2 separate regions of the Triticum aestivum genome follow, and region 2 is linked to region 1. Evidence: chromatin contacts called from public Hi-C data. All regions are on one chromosome and are shown on one strand. Each heading gives the region's core, a stretch centred on a gene start, on an enhancer-like site or on the middle of the called end of the contact. The rest is flanking DNA. Distances are from core to core; before and after follow the strand shown. Region 1 holds the start of LOC123081879. Region 2 has its middle 69 kb from the start of LOC123085653.

Region 1 (7,397 bases), core at 2,796-5,295:
GAACATATCATACATGTTTTGGATACACGACAAAAAGACAGCAGTTTGTAGTACTAAAGACATCATTTTGTAAAGTTAAGGTTCATCACATGACCATATATCATACATGCATGGAAGCAAATAAAAGATAGTGCAACTAGTTAAGAAAAGACACCACACATCATTTCACATGCTCATCTCTCCTCCCTAAATATATCAAACATGCTTGTTATCATTGGTTTCTTAAAACCAGTTCTTGGTTCACTGAAATATGGTCTTTTTGGCTGATGTGTTTGCTTCAAAGTGCTTTCCTTTCCCTGGCATACTAGTGTGTCATGCATGGCTTGTCTATTTGCCTCCTCAACTTGTCTATTGTTCCATTCTTCTACTTGTTGATTTCTCTCTTCCCAATTTTGTACCATGGATGTGCCTTGCATTTGAACTTGACCCTCCCAGGCATGCTGCCTTGAGTGATCCTCACTCTCATGAAAACCTCTTATCCTTTCTTGCTCGTCTACCTAGAATATTAAAAATCCCATTTCTTCTTCTCTTAGAGCGGCTTCAGTTTGTTATCTCTTCTCATCAGTAATTCTCTTCTTTTCTGCAGCCCTCTTAGTTTTTGCTTCCTCTGCTTCTTTCTTTATGGCTTGCAGTGCATTCCTTTTGGCATCTGCAAGTGCTTTTTTCTCTTGTTGTGCAGCTAATTTTGTTCTTTTCCTTTCTTCAATTTGTTTTCTTTTTTCTTCAGCTGCCAACCGTTTCTCTCTCAATACAGCTTCCTTCTTCTCCTCTAGCTCTAGCTTTTTTGCTGCAGCCTCTTCTCTCCTTTTCTCTGCAGCTTGCAAAATCTTTTGCTCTTCTTCTCTTATCTTGGCCATAGCTACTTCAAACTTTGCTTTGTCTGCAACCTCTCTTTTTTCAGCTGCTGATTTTAGTTTTGCCAGAGCTAGAACCTCTCTTTTTCTATGAACATTTCCCTCTTTTGTTACAGTTGTTGGCTGCACAGGGGGTGGCTTGGGACATTTTCTTCAATAAATGAAGAAGATGGTAAAGGTACCGCGTCAGGTGGGTCCATGGTCTGGCTTGCAACGTTCTGACAGAAAAACAAATTCGATGTTCGTTACATAGATACAGTCATTAGGATCCATTCCTATTGCAGTCAACATACTGCCTCCAAATTGTGTTTTCAAGTGACATCCATCTAAGAAAATAATAGGCCTGCAAGCTAAAAGAAATCCCCTCTTGCATGCATCGAATGAGAAATAACACTTCTGAAATTGGCCATCATCAGCAACTTGCAAAAAGAATGAGCTGCCAGGATTTGATCTCCTTAACTCCGTTGCATAACCCCACAACATATTGTATTGTTTTATTTCGTCTCCATAGATAACGATGAATGTTATTTTCCTTGCTCTCCAAAGCTTTTGCCTATGAACCTTCATGTTCCATTCTTGCTGAACCATCGATCCTAAACCCTTCAGAGAAATCTTCTCATCTGCTCTTATCTTGTCAACATATTTGCTAGCTATGTACTTGGCAATGAAAGCTCTAACATGCCACTTCTTACTGCATGTGTGCTCATCTTTAAATGTTTTAACCACTATACCCTTTGTTCTATTGTCATAAGAAGCATATAAATACCATGGGCATCCATCATTGCACTTTGCTTCAATCCTTGTTTTGTCATTTTTGGGAAATGTGATTTGCAGTCTCTCCTTGCAACTGTACTCCCTAACTGCATGTCTGACCAGTGCAACAGATGAGAAAACCTACCACACATGAAACTTGGGCTCATTCAAATCCTCTTTAGTGAAATGTTTGAAGTTAAACTTCATTTCTTCGCCATCTGAATCTGGCAATTCAAGACTATCATCTTCAGAATTGGGCTCTTCTTCTAGCTACTTCCTTTTGTCCTTCCTTTCTTCTCATCATTACCATCTGCATCTTCAACTTCATCATTGATCAAATCATCATCACCATCCTCCAGGTCATAATCACTGTCAACCAGCTCCGGGTCATAATCCGAATCATCTGAATATGATTCACTACTTAATTCCCCCTCCCCCTCTACTATTCCTCTTCTTGTGTTCCTGCTTGATCCTTGTACATTGCTCTCACATGCATACATCATGTCAGAAGTGTTTTCCTGAACGACAACAATGCTTTGCTCTAAAGTACTGTCAGTTGCTCTTCATTGGACTAATCACGGGAGGACGATGTGCACATGGATTGGATACGACATCATCCCATCCTCCTCCACCATAAGAGCCATCATGATCTTGATAGAACATAAGGTATTTGTGCCCCTCCCTAACAAAATTCCTGATGCAGTTCATATCGTTGTCCCTAGATATTAATTTCAGTCCATCTCCATTTATTTGCATTCCAGGCAGCGATATCAATATGTCTATTCTGTATGCAGTCTCATAACCCAGTATCTACATTAATTCATACAACATATAAATGCAGGTGACACTGGCATCATAGTAGTCATAGCAGACCTTACGACCATTCATACAAGACCTATTGTATCCAGTGCCAATGAAAACGCCTCCATGGATAAACTCAATGGTGTAGAAATCAGTGCCTTCTTCTGTAAAATGAAAAGGAAACCACCAATTTTAGCATCCAACAAAGAACCCTAAGAATCTGCCTACACCCTAACTAAAATTATGCTGAAAGTACCTAAATTGTACTATAACATATCCGGCCAAAACGATCGACATGGTCATAATACAACTAGCACTTACGAAGCAAATGCTAGAGAATATGAGGGGTGGTTGAATCTTACCGTACGTGGGCACAGGGACGCCGCTGTGTCGTTCTATAGGCGACATCAACGCCTTTCACAGCGACAGACGACGGTCTCGTCGCCCTCGCAAAATCCCTCGGAACGACCGACTCTCGTATGTGCGATCATGTTGATCACCAACCACGGCCGCCAGCCATGGTCGTCATTGAGGAATAACAGAGAGAGAGGCGAAAAGGGTGAAGGGCTCGAACTGGAAACAATACGCAATCAGCGGGCCGGTTGCACAATTTCGCAGCGAAGCGTTCTGGCTGGACCCGCTCGAAGGATGACGTGGCACCCATCTCAGCGCCCAGCGTATGCAGAAACGTACACAGGACTGTATATGTAGCTTAATAGCAAGTATGAGGACTGTTTTGGAGCGATTCACAAGTTCCAGGACTGTTTTGGAGCAGGCCGACGAGTTCCAGGACCGTGCATGTAATTTACCCATGAAACTCATGGAGCATTCGTCCAATGTGCCCCACGATGGACCATAATCGTCCACCCCAACACAGAACTTGTCCTTCCATTGTCATTAGCGTTACGTAATCGAACAAAACAACATGGGGATGTAGCTCAGATGGTAGAGCGCTCGCTTAGCATGCGAGAGGTATGGGGATCGATACCCCACTTCTCCAAAATTTTGTTTTTCCTTTCTTTGCAGATCCGAAAATACTGTGACAAAAACACTATCTTGACTTTACTTTCTTTTTGTTGAGAGAGATCTTGACTTCACTTTTGCAAACTCCAAATCTCACAAACAAAAAGCATATACGCGTTTGTGCTGCGAACATACACAAAAGCGGTGCAAAAATCACTGGCCAAGAGCGGAATGTGACCATTTATGATTTTATCAGAATATCCTTCGTCTACGCCGTAAAGGGGATGTAGCTCAGATGGTAGAGCGCTCGCTTAGCATGCGAGAGGTACGGGGATTGATACCCCGCATCTCCATTAGCTTTTTGTAAACTAACTCAACTTTCAGATTTTTCAGATAACAGATAAGCCACTGTGTGTTTGCTGTTGGCCGGTAGCACAAACAGCCGATCTGTACTTCCATCCAAACGCATTTTTCTTGCCGCGGTTGCTATCATCCAGAAGCTTAGCTAGCAGAAAGAGAGCAGGCAGGTGCGGGGTGGTCTGAATTTGCCGCTCCTTTTTTCTTATATTACTTTTTTTTAAACAATATATTACTTTTTTTAGGCAACAATCTTATATTACTACCAATGAAGGATCATCGCGCTCCCCTTATAAGTCACTCACAATGGGCATGAGGTAACCCGCTGCGGTGAACGCAGAGCCGGGTCTCTGCCGATGGGCCTCCCCGCTCGACTCATCCGCGGCTGGTGCGGCTTGGCAGTCCTTTGCCTGCGCCTGTGCGCAACATCCTGCAACCCAGGTAAGGTACGGTGGACGCACACACATAGCAATGCTAACGCTTCCGATGTCGACTGACGTGGACTCTTATTCTCCGCATGCGTGCGCGACAGACGTTGCGCCGATAGAGCCTCTGCCCTCGAGGTCACTGCAGTGCTTTGAGGACGGCCAGGTATGCAGTTCCCAAGGCATTTTTGGTTCCCAAGTCTGCCTTGGGTTCTTGGACCGACGGTGTGGGTGGGTCTTACCTTGGTCCTCTCCTGGTGGGCAGGTGTACGGGTGCTGCGAGGGCGCGCTCCGGCTGGACGCGTCGGGGGTGATCGGCGTGCCGCTGGGGGCGGTGGACTACTACTGCGGCGGGGCGTGCGTGGTGGAGACGGAGGACGTGCTCAACTGCGTGGCCAGCGCGCTGGACGGCTTCAGCTTCCGCAACGGCGCCTCCGTGGAGGGCGCGCGCTACGCCCTCAGGAGGGGGTGCAGCCACACCATCAAGAGAGGGGACTTCAACGCTTTGGAGCCACCCACGGGCAACTACCCGGACATCTACGGTGACTACCGCGGCCATGGCTGCAGGGCTACTACGCCTCCTCGCAGCAGCATCAACTTGCTCGCGTTTCTAGGTGCCGCCTGGCTGCTGCTCATTCAGGGTCGCTGAAGATGATAATACTCCCTCCATACCACAATGCAGTGCTTCATCTATTCACGTGTTTCAATTTTGATCGTAAATTTAACTATCAAGACCAATTGCGGCGGGAGCAAAAATTGTATCAATAAATTCGTATTCAAAAGAAGTTTTTAATTATATAATTTTTTCTTCCGCCGCAATTAGTCTCGTTGGTTAAATTTATGATCAAAATTAGACATCGGAAAGCACCGGCGCACTATATTTTGAAAGGAGAGAGTAGTTGGCAGTTCACTCCTCACAGAACAGTAGAGTAGCAGCAGTTTCTTTTTGGCTCTAGCGTCACGAGCAGATGCTGTCTCATGCACTACACTTTTTGGTAAAACGATCAATTCTTAAGTCTCTAGCACAACTTACGAAACCTTTAGTTACACAAACAATGCAGCAATCAGGCAAACAAATGTGTACAAATTTGTTTTGTGTTGTAAGCCTTTTAGGCTAAGAGCAACTCTAAAGGGCCGACATATTCCGTCCGTCTGCGTCCGTTTAGGTCGGCGCGGACAAAAGTGACGGCCCAACGCACCGACCCAAATCCAAATCACGTTCGCGTCGCGTCCGCGTCGACGCATTTGCGGCCTAAATTTGCGCCTTAAATGCGTCGGCGCGGACGCCGAACGGACGCTTCGCGCGCCTTCTCGCTATCCGCCGTGTCCCCATATGGCAGCCGTCCAATTACCCGCTGCCCACGCGGTCAGCTTAATTTATGACGACGGGCCCACGCGTCAGCGATGACGCTTGTCTTTTTTTAAGCCGACCGTGCGGCGGAGCCGTCCTCATCCAAACTCGCCGTCCCCATCTGCCCACCTTCTCCCTCGTCGCCGGCAAACCCTAGCCACCACAACCACAGTGACGATGGGCCTCTTCTACGGCGCCAGCGGCAGCAAGGCCGAGGGCAAGTCCCCCGCCACCCCTTTCCCCTCCGAGTTCCTCCCACCCCCGCCGGCGCCTCGCCGGCAGAGGCAGCGCGTTAGCGTGCCAGTGCACCAGGCGGAGTGGCACTGGCAGAACCGCCAGCCTCTGCCGTATCCGGACGAGACGCTGCCGCACGACTGGCATCTGGATCCAGATAGGATCCCAGTGCCGGCGGCGCCGCGGTCGGCTCGTGCTCACGCGGAGGAGGTGCGGCGCCAGCGGGCGCTGCTAACGCCGGAGCAGCGCCTCGACAATGCCTACGCAACCGACTCGCCCAACTGGGCAAGGTGGTTCGCCTTCGAGCACGAGGAGGCGAGGCGACGGGGCGTGCGCGAGGTCGACCGGAGGCCAACGCCACTGGTCGTCCGCGAGGAGGACCAGGCAGCGGAGGACGCCTACCAGGCGGCCCTTGCGGCCGTCTACCGGGAGAGCGAGGAGGACGAGCGGCGCAGAGCGGAGGGCGGAGGAGGAGGCCTGCTACGAGGCGGCAATGGCGCGGGCCCTTGCCCTCTCCGCGGCGGGCGACAGCGTGGTGCCGCCGTTGGCCCCGCCGTCCCCATCAAGCTGGAGCCGCAGCCGAAGCCCGAGCCCGAGCCCATCACGCGCTTCTTCTGGAATGGAGTGGTGCGCGAGTGGGTGTCCGCGCCACCGGTTTGGCTGGAAGCGACGCCGGCGCAGGAACAGGCCTACCTCGAGATGTGGCGCCAGCGCCGGCTGGCAGAGGAGCGCCGTCAAGGCGAGTACGAGGAGATGCTCGAGTGTGACCTCGAGGAAGAGGCGCGCGAGGCCGAGCAGGAGGCGCGACAGGCCGCGGCTGCACAGCCCCCTACCCCAGCACTGCCTGCGCCGGCACAGCCCGACATAACGCCTAGGGCAGCGCGCCGCCTCGTAGTTTAGGCTGTTTTTATTTTTTTTAATGCAAATGTGGACACGTGGACTCTCACCGGCTTCGTGGCTGGCTTTAATGTTTAATTAATGTTATTTCTTCCTTTTTAAATATGCATGCATTCATTTTTTTTAGCACCATCAAAACAGGTCTCAGGCCAGCGTTGGGCGTAGGCGCCGACCCAAATGCGGAAGCAGGCATCCGTGTCCGTTTGGCCGACCCAAACAGACAAAAAGCGGACGAAATCGCCGTCCGTTTGGGTCAAATATAAAGGGTTGCTTTTTCACGCCTTTATATTATATAATCAAGGGAAAAAGAAATTTCTCTCCAAGCAAACGGGTGGGACTCGGTTGCTTTATAACTCGGGACTAATATTTGCCATTCCATCAAAAAAAGTTGTCAGTTCAAAAAGAAAAAGGAAAGGTGCAATTCATGCTGGAAGAAATTAAAAATGAACTCCTCATGTCAACTTTCCATGATCATCTTCAAGGCTTCAACGAGAATCTTGATGAATAAGTTGCGACTTTGCTTTAAATTTCTACCATCAAACAGAGTTTCCTGGCAACTACAAACTGGGACGCATCAGAGATCCACTATCTTCACAAGCTTTGTATAGATAACACGATTATCCCTTGCCGAATTGCTCTCATCAAGCGCGGCCTCCACCAAGTCCTGCCGAGGGAAAACGTGTCACTGTTAGATGCAAACTAAATGCCAGAAACACTAATGCATTGATACGATATCAACCCATACATAATTAAAACGATCAG
Region 2 (7,397 bases), core at 1,306-3,805, 390 kb before region 1:
AAGGAGCTTATTTCGAGAAGACCATCATTTTCAAGAATTAGAAAAGTGGTATTTCTAGGAAAACGTACATCATCCTTTTTCCGATTATATTGTATACATAGTCTATACTAATCTTTCGCGCTGCGTGTTGTCATTTTTCATTTGCAATGATTTTCTTTCACTAAAGAAGTAATGACCGGATTCTGCAAAAAAACAAGGGCTTTGCCTATGTTCTAAACACAAGACACGACAGCGGCATATATGTACTGCAAAAGTAGACGACATGCTTGAATTCGACTGGACCTTACAAGAAATGCTAGGTACAGGCAAGTGCATGAGCTCCTGCGTTGTCATGTTTGCCAGCCTGCCTGGGCGTGGTATAGCATACTAGTACCTTGCAAGTACAAAGTACCTCAAGCCACACTCCGGTGCTCTTTGGTTTGAAGTCAATAAACATTTTGTGTTCGTAAAATAAATAAAAATGAGAGGTGGCACGAAGCAAGTCGGCCCTGACGTTTTTTACAAGTAAAGTTGTCTTTCAAAAAAGAAAAACAAACCCAAAAAAAACTGAAACTTGCTATCCGAAAAAAAAGTTATCATGCTTGACAACTAAAGTTGGCATCCTCGCGTCACTAAATTTGCCATAAAAACATTCAGAGTTGATATGTGTTCATGCCACACATGTGGCACTTATCATGGTCCAATAAAAATATCTCGCCAAGCTTGGGCATGAGTAAGTCTGATTCCTAGCAGCAGCACGTATGAGAACAACACCTATCAAAAATTAAATATAAGCACGGTTGCAAGTTGCAAGTTAGTACAACTCATGATAACCTGTACACTGCTTACTACTTCATCTTGTTTATTATCCATCCCGTTTAGTTTTTCCTGGTGGCTTTTCCCCTGTCCTGCATTGAATTCGGAATGCATCCCCTTTTCAGTTTTGTCAATACTGTTTGAAAACAAAAAAGTAGTGCCAATCTAGATCTGGAGACAGCTGCACATGAGTACTTGGACCAGTTTGCGTACCATACTTCCCAACTCAGGCATACATACATGCTGCTTACTTCAGCTTTGGATCTTGTGGCTTTCTTCTTCCCTGCCCGCCCAAAAGATCTTCTCATCTTACTCTTATCATCTTTCAGATCGTTGTTGTTACATTTTAAAACACGCCCATGTGTTCCACAAATAATGAAAGATTTGGCAACCCAGGTGAAATAATCGATGTTTATATTTCCTTTCTTCAAAGTGGCGTTGAAAAGATAAAGTCTTGATGTGACTAGCAGCTTTGTTTCTGAGCTTTCATACGACTAAATTAGGTTATGATCATGGCATGTGTCTACTTAACTAATCTGCTCCTAAACCGAGTGGCGTCGTGAATCATTTCTCTATTGACTTGGCGGATCAAGATCTCCATTCCTTTTGCTTTCAGTAAGATGTTGGTTTCATCTTTTTATCATATTGTTTCCTTGGCAGTGATAAATCAAACGGGTTGGGCTGGCAACAAGAACAAGAGCATGCATGCAGCAATGCTGGATCCAGATGCAAATGCGCCCATGTATGATGTATATCTATACATCCATGCGATGCAAAAGTTGTACTCCATGTGTGTGTACGGTTGGAAAGTTGGAATAGGACCAATTAGAGCAGCTAGCGAGGCCCAGCATCATGGAAGGAACACACCTTTCCAGTTGAAAGAAGGGCGAAGGATGCGATGGCAGCGATGAAAAAGGGAAAGAGCAAGATCATGGACCGATCGAGTTCTTGATAGGCTTCTCCGTCGACTGAGATCAAATCATCGAGTACATGCATGATGCATCCACGTGTCGTGACCCCGGTGGAGGCCCGGGAGATGATGCATCATGCATGGGATGGGGAGCCGATCAGCACACATGCAGTGCAGTGCAGGAGATAGTGATCAAGCTACCCTTTCATTTCTTGTACCGGAACGAGCACAAATGCCATGAAACAAACACCCCTTTTCCTACATGGTTTTGTTCAAGTGGCAAGTTGCAAGTTGCAAGCAACGGAGGATATGCAGGTGGATCCGTATGGGGAGGCAGGAGGAGGATGAGGCCCTGGCAGTGTCAGTGTGGACTGTGGACCAGGAAAAAACACGCATGCAGGCAGCTCCTGCTGCATGCATGCATGCCGCAGCTGGCAAGATGGACCAAAAATTCAGACCGGCCGGGCTGTGGTCTGTGGAGGCCTACAACTACAAGAGCGCGCGTACGCGCGTAGTACGTGCACGCTACGTCCATCCAAATCCAAAACACCTCCAGCTGCTACCTGCATGCACCGCGCTACGCTACGTGCCAGACCAGACCTCCATGATTGATCAGATCTCTCCCGCCTGACAAGTTAGGCATGCATCGACCTCTGACCAATGCAAACAAAGATGTACGCGTCGATCTTTATCTCGACGGCCGCATGCATGCATTGATGCATGCAGATACAGTGAGATGGACCAATGCAAACAAAGATATCATACACATCGATCTCGGTATTACGGCCGCATGCATGCATGCTGCGGGGCTCACCAATCAGGATGATTCCTGCCCTCGTGTCTCCTCGTCCAGGTCACACTGACCAATAAGTAGGCCGGGACAAGGCTAGTGTTGGTGCCCGTGTGTATACATGGACTGTGCAGGACTGTTGGTTGGACTTGTGTATATATACTTACAAATATACTTCTACATCAGAGAGAGAGAGAGAGAGAGAGAGAGAGAGCGCAAACTCAACTGGCACAGCCATGGCATGCCCTACCCATGCATGCACAGATCGATATGGACCAAGCAATGGCCGGATAGCATGTGCGCACCGAAAACCTGAAAACTACCCGTGCATGCCCCGCCCACAGCCCACTGGATCGACAACGCAACAGTGCAACACAGATCACCAGCGCCTGATAAGCCCATGCTCGATTAATGCCGGCATAAGTTAGGCTTAAGACCTTTCTGCGCGCGCTTCCTCGCGTGTACGAAACCTTTACTAACAAAATGTAAGAAACCATGCACATGAGCGAGAGAGATCATGATGGTGCAACAGCAACACTGGTGCTGCCACCGCATGTCAGCTGGAGCAGGACCTCATATTGTCCCTCTCCTTCGGTCCTCCTCCTCCTATCTATCGATCTACTAGTAACTTTTTTTTTCTTTTTTGTTGAGAATCCTCGATCAAGTAACTTGGCATGGCCTTGGATTTTTATTTATTTTGAGGGATTGCATGGCCTTGGATATGAGAGGACAGAGGGAGACAGTGCTAAATTCTTTCCCCACCCTACTATAAAAACTCCAGAGAGAAGGGGCCCAGAAAATATTGCCCAACATATAATGTAGTAACGCCCAGACGGCCCAGACCAAAGTTATTCTCGCCGACACGCGTGGCCCGCGGCTGTCGATCCCTGCGGCGCCGGCGAAGGGGACGTGACATGAATTTTACTACAGTAAATGTATATTTTACTTTCTTTTTGGAGATCTGCAAATGCATTATTTACTGCGGTCCAGGGTGGGACTCTCTTTGTGGTTCGGGCCCTGTCTGACGTCGCGGGAGGCCCCTACTGCGCTCTGCAGCCTGGGCCCGCTCGTTACACAAGTTTAGTTGGGCCTGCTTAAACGGGCCCCTGTGGCATCTCAGAGTCAGGAGCGAGAGGTCACTCACATGCCTCTTCGGATGGGCCCGTCCCGGGGACAGGGAGCTGGGTTGCCCATGCCATTGCCATCCACACGCAGCGAAGGAACTCTGTGTTTTTTTCTCAAGGATGCGTCAAAAGCTTGACGCATCAGAAGGAACTCTGTGTTTTCACTGCTTCATACCCATGCATGGCATGACACGTGGCCCATAGTTGCACCAAATAACTTATGCACGTGTCTCCCTAACTCTCATTGTTAGTTCATGCACGGTAGTGTCCGATGAAAAGAAAGCGCGCCCACATCTTACGGCACATGCGGAAAATCACGCCATTTTAGGCACGTTCATGTCATATTGGTCTACATGACCAGACCAGTCGATGAACTAGTACGTGTTACTCCAGCTAGGGATGGAGGATCATTCAAGAATACTGAGTGCAACGTGAGTTTTCGGAAATGACACTGGCGTACTGATGCCGTCACCCCTTGGTGCGGAGATGCTAGGAGCATATGCGCCATCGACACGTTGCATTGTACCGACTGCTACGCCAGATCAAGATGCGCCAACCGGCCGTGTACGTGCGGATGCTACGTGCTGGAACGAGCGGACGGACACCGAGTGATGGGATGCAAGTGCAACGTGGGTTTGTGTGCCACGCTGCACGAAACTCCACTACTCGGACCAGTCGTCCGTTTGCTCCCAGCCGGGGTCCTGAGCTGCGCTGCTGGCGCACGTACCACCTAACCCAGCAGGCCCTGCATGCTGGAACTCGAGGCTTGCTTTAATACGCCCACCCAGTCGGCACACTGGTCGCTACTACAGTCGCAGATGCGTATTGAGAATCCTATGTCGAGCTGGGATCTGGGGGTGTTCTCTGGCTGCAAATTTTTCCTTTCATTTTCGCGAGAAACGAATTAAGCCAAACTTGTTATACTGTATATATGTAGTCTTATATAGGCCTTGTATTGTACTTCTTAATACATCTATATAATGAGATAGCCACATCCCGTTTTAGGATGTCGAGCCAGTTTCCCAAACCCTATGTTTTACATGGTATCAATTTAGTTTACGATGTCTTCCGCTGCACCACCTCCCGCCGCCGCCACGCCGATCTCGACCGCCGCCGCCGCGCCGGCCCTCGCCCCGATGTCGCCCTTCATGGCCTCCCTCCCCCTCGCGACGACGTACGGTGCCGTGCCGCCGCCGCCGCCCACTTCCCCGCGGGCTTCGGGGTCTCCGGACGCTCCAATCGTCCCGACCGAGCCCGCGGCGCTGCCGGCCCCCGGCGGCCCTCCTCCGCCGAGTCCGCACCCGTGGTGCGGTGCTCCCGTGCCATCGTATGGTGCGCCCCCGCCGCCGTTTATTTCTCGCACCTGCTGCCGATGAAGCTCGCGCCGGACAACTACCTGTCATGGCGTGCTCAGGTCTTGCCTCTACTCCGCAGCCGCTACTTGGAGGGCTACGTCGACGGATCCATCCCGTGTCCACCCTCTCACCATCCGGCATATCACACGTGGGTGGCGCAGGATCAGGTTATTCTCTCTGCTATCCAGTCTTCGCTCACGCCGAGTGTTTCGTCGATGGTCATCTTCGCCGCTACGTCCAGGGAGGCGTGGGCGGCCCTCCACACTAGTTTCGCCTCTCAGTCTCAGGCGCGTGCGCACACTATACGCACCGAGCTGGGTGAGACCAAGCTTGGTGATCTCAGCATCACGGAGTACTTCAACAAGATGACGAGCCTCGCCGACACCTTGGCCTCTGTTGGTCATCCGCTTCAGGACGAGGACTTCACCACTTTTGTGCTTAACGGGCTTGATGATGATTATGACAATCTCATTGAGAACGTCCATGGTCGAGAGGATACGCTCCCGCGTCGTGAGCTCTATGCGCGCCTCCTTGGGCGTGAGCAGCGCATCAAGGCGCGGCGCGCCGTGTTCCCCCCAGCTTCGCCTCCGCCAACGCCGCCACACGCGGCAAACCTCAGAAGCCGGCCGCATCAGGTGGCAAACCACCGGCTTCCTCGTCGCAGGCCTCGCAGGGCAACGCGCCGACCATCACTGGAGGGAGTCGCCCAGTTGCTTGTTGTTCTAGTTGCGGTGCTTCTCAGGCTTATCAGCTTTGTGGCATTGATCGTCACCTCGCCTCTCGCTGCCACAGACGCTACAAGCAAGACTTCCTTGGCCTTGGTAACAATGGAAAAGGGAATGATAAGCAGGCTGCAGCTGCTGTGACGGGGCACGAGCACGGGCGCACCCAGTCCTACTCTCTTAATCCGACGTGGTATATGGATACAGGAGCGACGAATCATCTCACCAGTGAGATGGGCAGGCTCTCCACTCAGGAACCATATCGTGGACATGATCAGGTGCACACTGCCAACGGAGCAGGTATGTGCATCTCCCATGTGGGTTAGGCATCACTTTTTGCACACAATTTTCGCAAACTGCATCTTTCCAATGTCCTTGGAGTTCCCTCTGCTACGCGTAGTTTGTTGTCAATTCCTCAACTTACTCGTGATAACAATGTCCTTGCTGAGTTTCACCCTTTTCGTCTCTTTATCAAGGATCGGGACACGAGGGCCGTTCTGCTTAGTGGTCTTCGCCATGGCTTATATGCACTTGACGCACCACCCGCATCTCCTAAGTCGTCTTCTCCTCAGGTGTTCAGTGGTGTTCGTGTGTCGCCTACGCACTGGCATGCGCACCTTGGTCACCCTGATGCCCCTATAGTTAGACATGCGCTGCATCGCCATGAACTACCAGTTGTATCCAATAAAAACGCTGAAACTATCTGTGATGCCTGTCAGCAGGGCAAGAGTCATCAACTACCTTTTTCATAGTCTAGTCGTGTTGTGAAACATCCTCTTGAACTTGTGTTTTCTGATGTATGGGGTTATGCCCAAACGTCTGTTAGTGGTCACAACTATTATGTCAGTTTCATTGATGCTTACAGTCGGTTTACTTGGCTATATCTTATCAAGCGTAAATCTGACGTGTTTGATATTTTTATTCAGTTCCAAGCACATGTTGAGCGTCTTCTTAAGCACAAAATTATTCATGTTCAATCCGACTGGGGGGGTGAATATCACAACCTCAACTCGTTTTTCAACAAGCTTGGGATCTCGCATCGCGTATCTTGTCCTCATACACATCAGCAAAACGGCATCGCTGAACGTAAGCATCGTCATCTTGTAGAGACTGGACTTATTTTACTAGCTCATGCCTCCGTCCCGTTTTGGTTCTGGAGTGATACTTTTTCCACCGCCTGTTTCTTGATAAATAGGCTTCCCTCACGACTACTGAAAATGAAAACCCCTCTTGAACTCTTGCTCAATGATATCCCAGACTACACGTTTCTCAAAGTGTTTGGGTGCACGTGTTGGCCGCACTTGCGGCCGTACAACAAGCGTAAGTTAGAGTTTCGGTCTAAGAAGTGTGTCTTTCTTGGGTACAGTTCTCTCCATAAAGGGTACAAGTGTCTTCATGTTCCCACCAATCGTGTCTACATTTCTCGTGACGTTGTGTTTGATGAGAATGTGTTCCCGTTTCGTGCTCTTTCGAACCACTCTACCATTAGTTCACCACCTGTGCACTCCGCTACACCTTCGCCTGATCAATTTGTGGATGTTGCAAATGCTCATGTGTTGCTTCCTAACCATGTTGCAGGTATTGGACGTGGTGCCCGTCTTGAGCTCCTGGATGATGAGGCTATGAACAACACTCATGATGGTCATAATGATCCGGTGCATTGCCCATGCATGGAGGGTCGTGCCCGCCAGCCCGATGCAT

Evidence for each region. A called contact is a pair of places that touch in the nucleus more often than the background predicts.
Region 2: a contact with region 1 is called in a Hi-C map of leaf, with 5 times the contacts expected there. The contact joins the enhancer-like site here to the promoter of LOC123081879 in region 1. A contact is called at or near these places in 2 of 5 Hi-C or Micro-C datasets (both in leaf).

Annotation. Positions count from the first base shown.
Region 1 is chr4A:146,303,634-146,311,030 of IWGSC CS RefSeq v2.1, reverse strand. LOC123081879 reads left to right here and starts at 4,045. Exons shown (of 3, transcript XM_044504391.1): 1 at 4,045-4,169; 2 at 4,261-4,319; 3 at 4,419-5,184. The coding sequence starts at 4,085. The coding sequence ends at 4,802. TRNAA-AGC (transfer RNA alanine (anticodon AGC)) reads left to right here and starts at 3,652; the gene lies at 3,652-3,724. It overlaps TRNAA-AGC (transfer RNA alanine (anticodon AGC)), which reads left to right and starts at 3,336; the gene lies at 3,336-3,408. LOC123085650 (protein SHORT ROOT IN SALT MEDIUM 1) reads right to left here. Exons shown (of 21, transcript XM_044507319.1): 21 at 6,978-7,299. The coding sequence ends at 7,210.
Region 2 is chr4A:146,693,284-146,700,680 of IWGSC CS RefSeq v2.1, reverse strand. No RefSeq gene overlaps it. Among protein-coding and RNA genes, the nearest start is that of LOC123085653, 69 kb to the left of the region's middle. Within about 2 kb of position 2,555, at least 6 of the 8 cell types and tissues checked have an H3K27ac peak or open chromatin away from gene starts, as enhancers often do. A contact at or near this core is called in leaf, where this site is marked.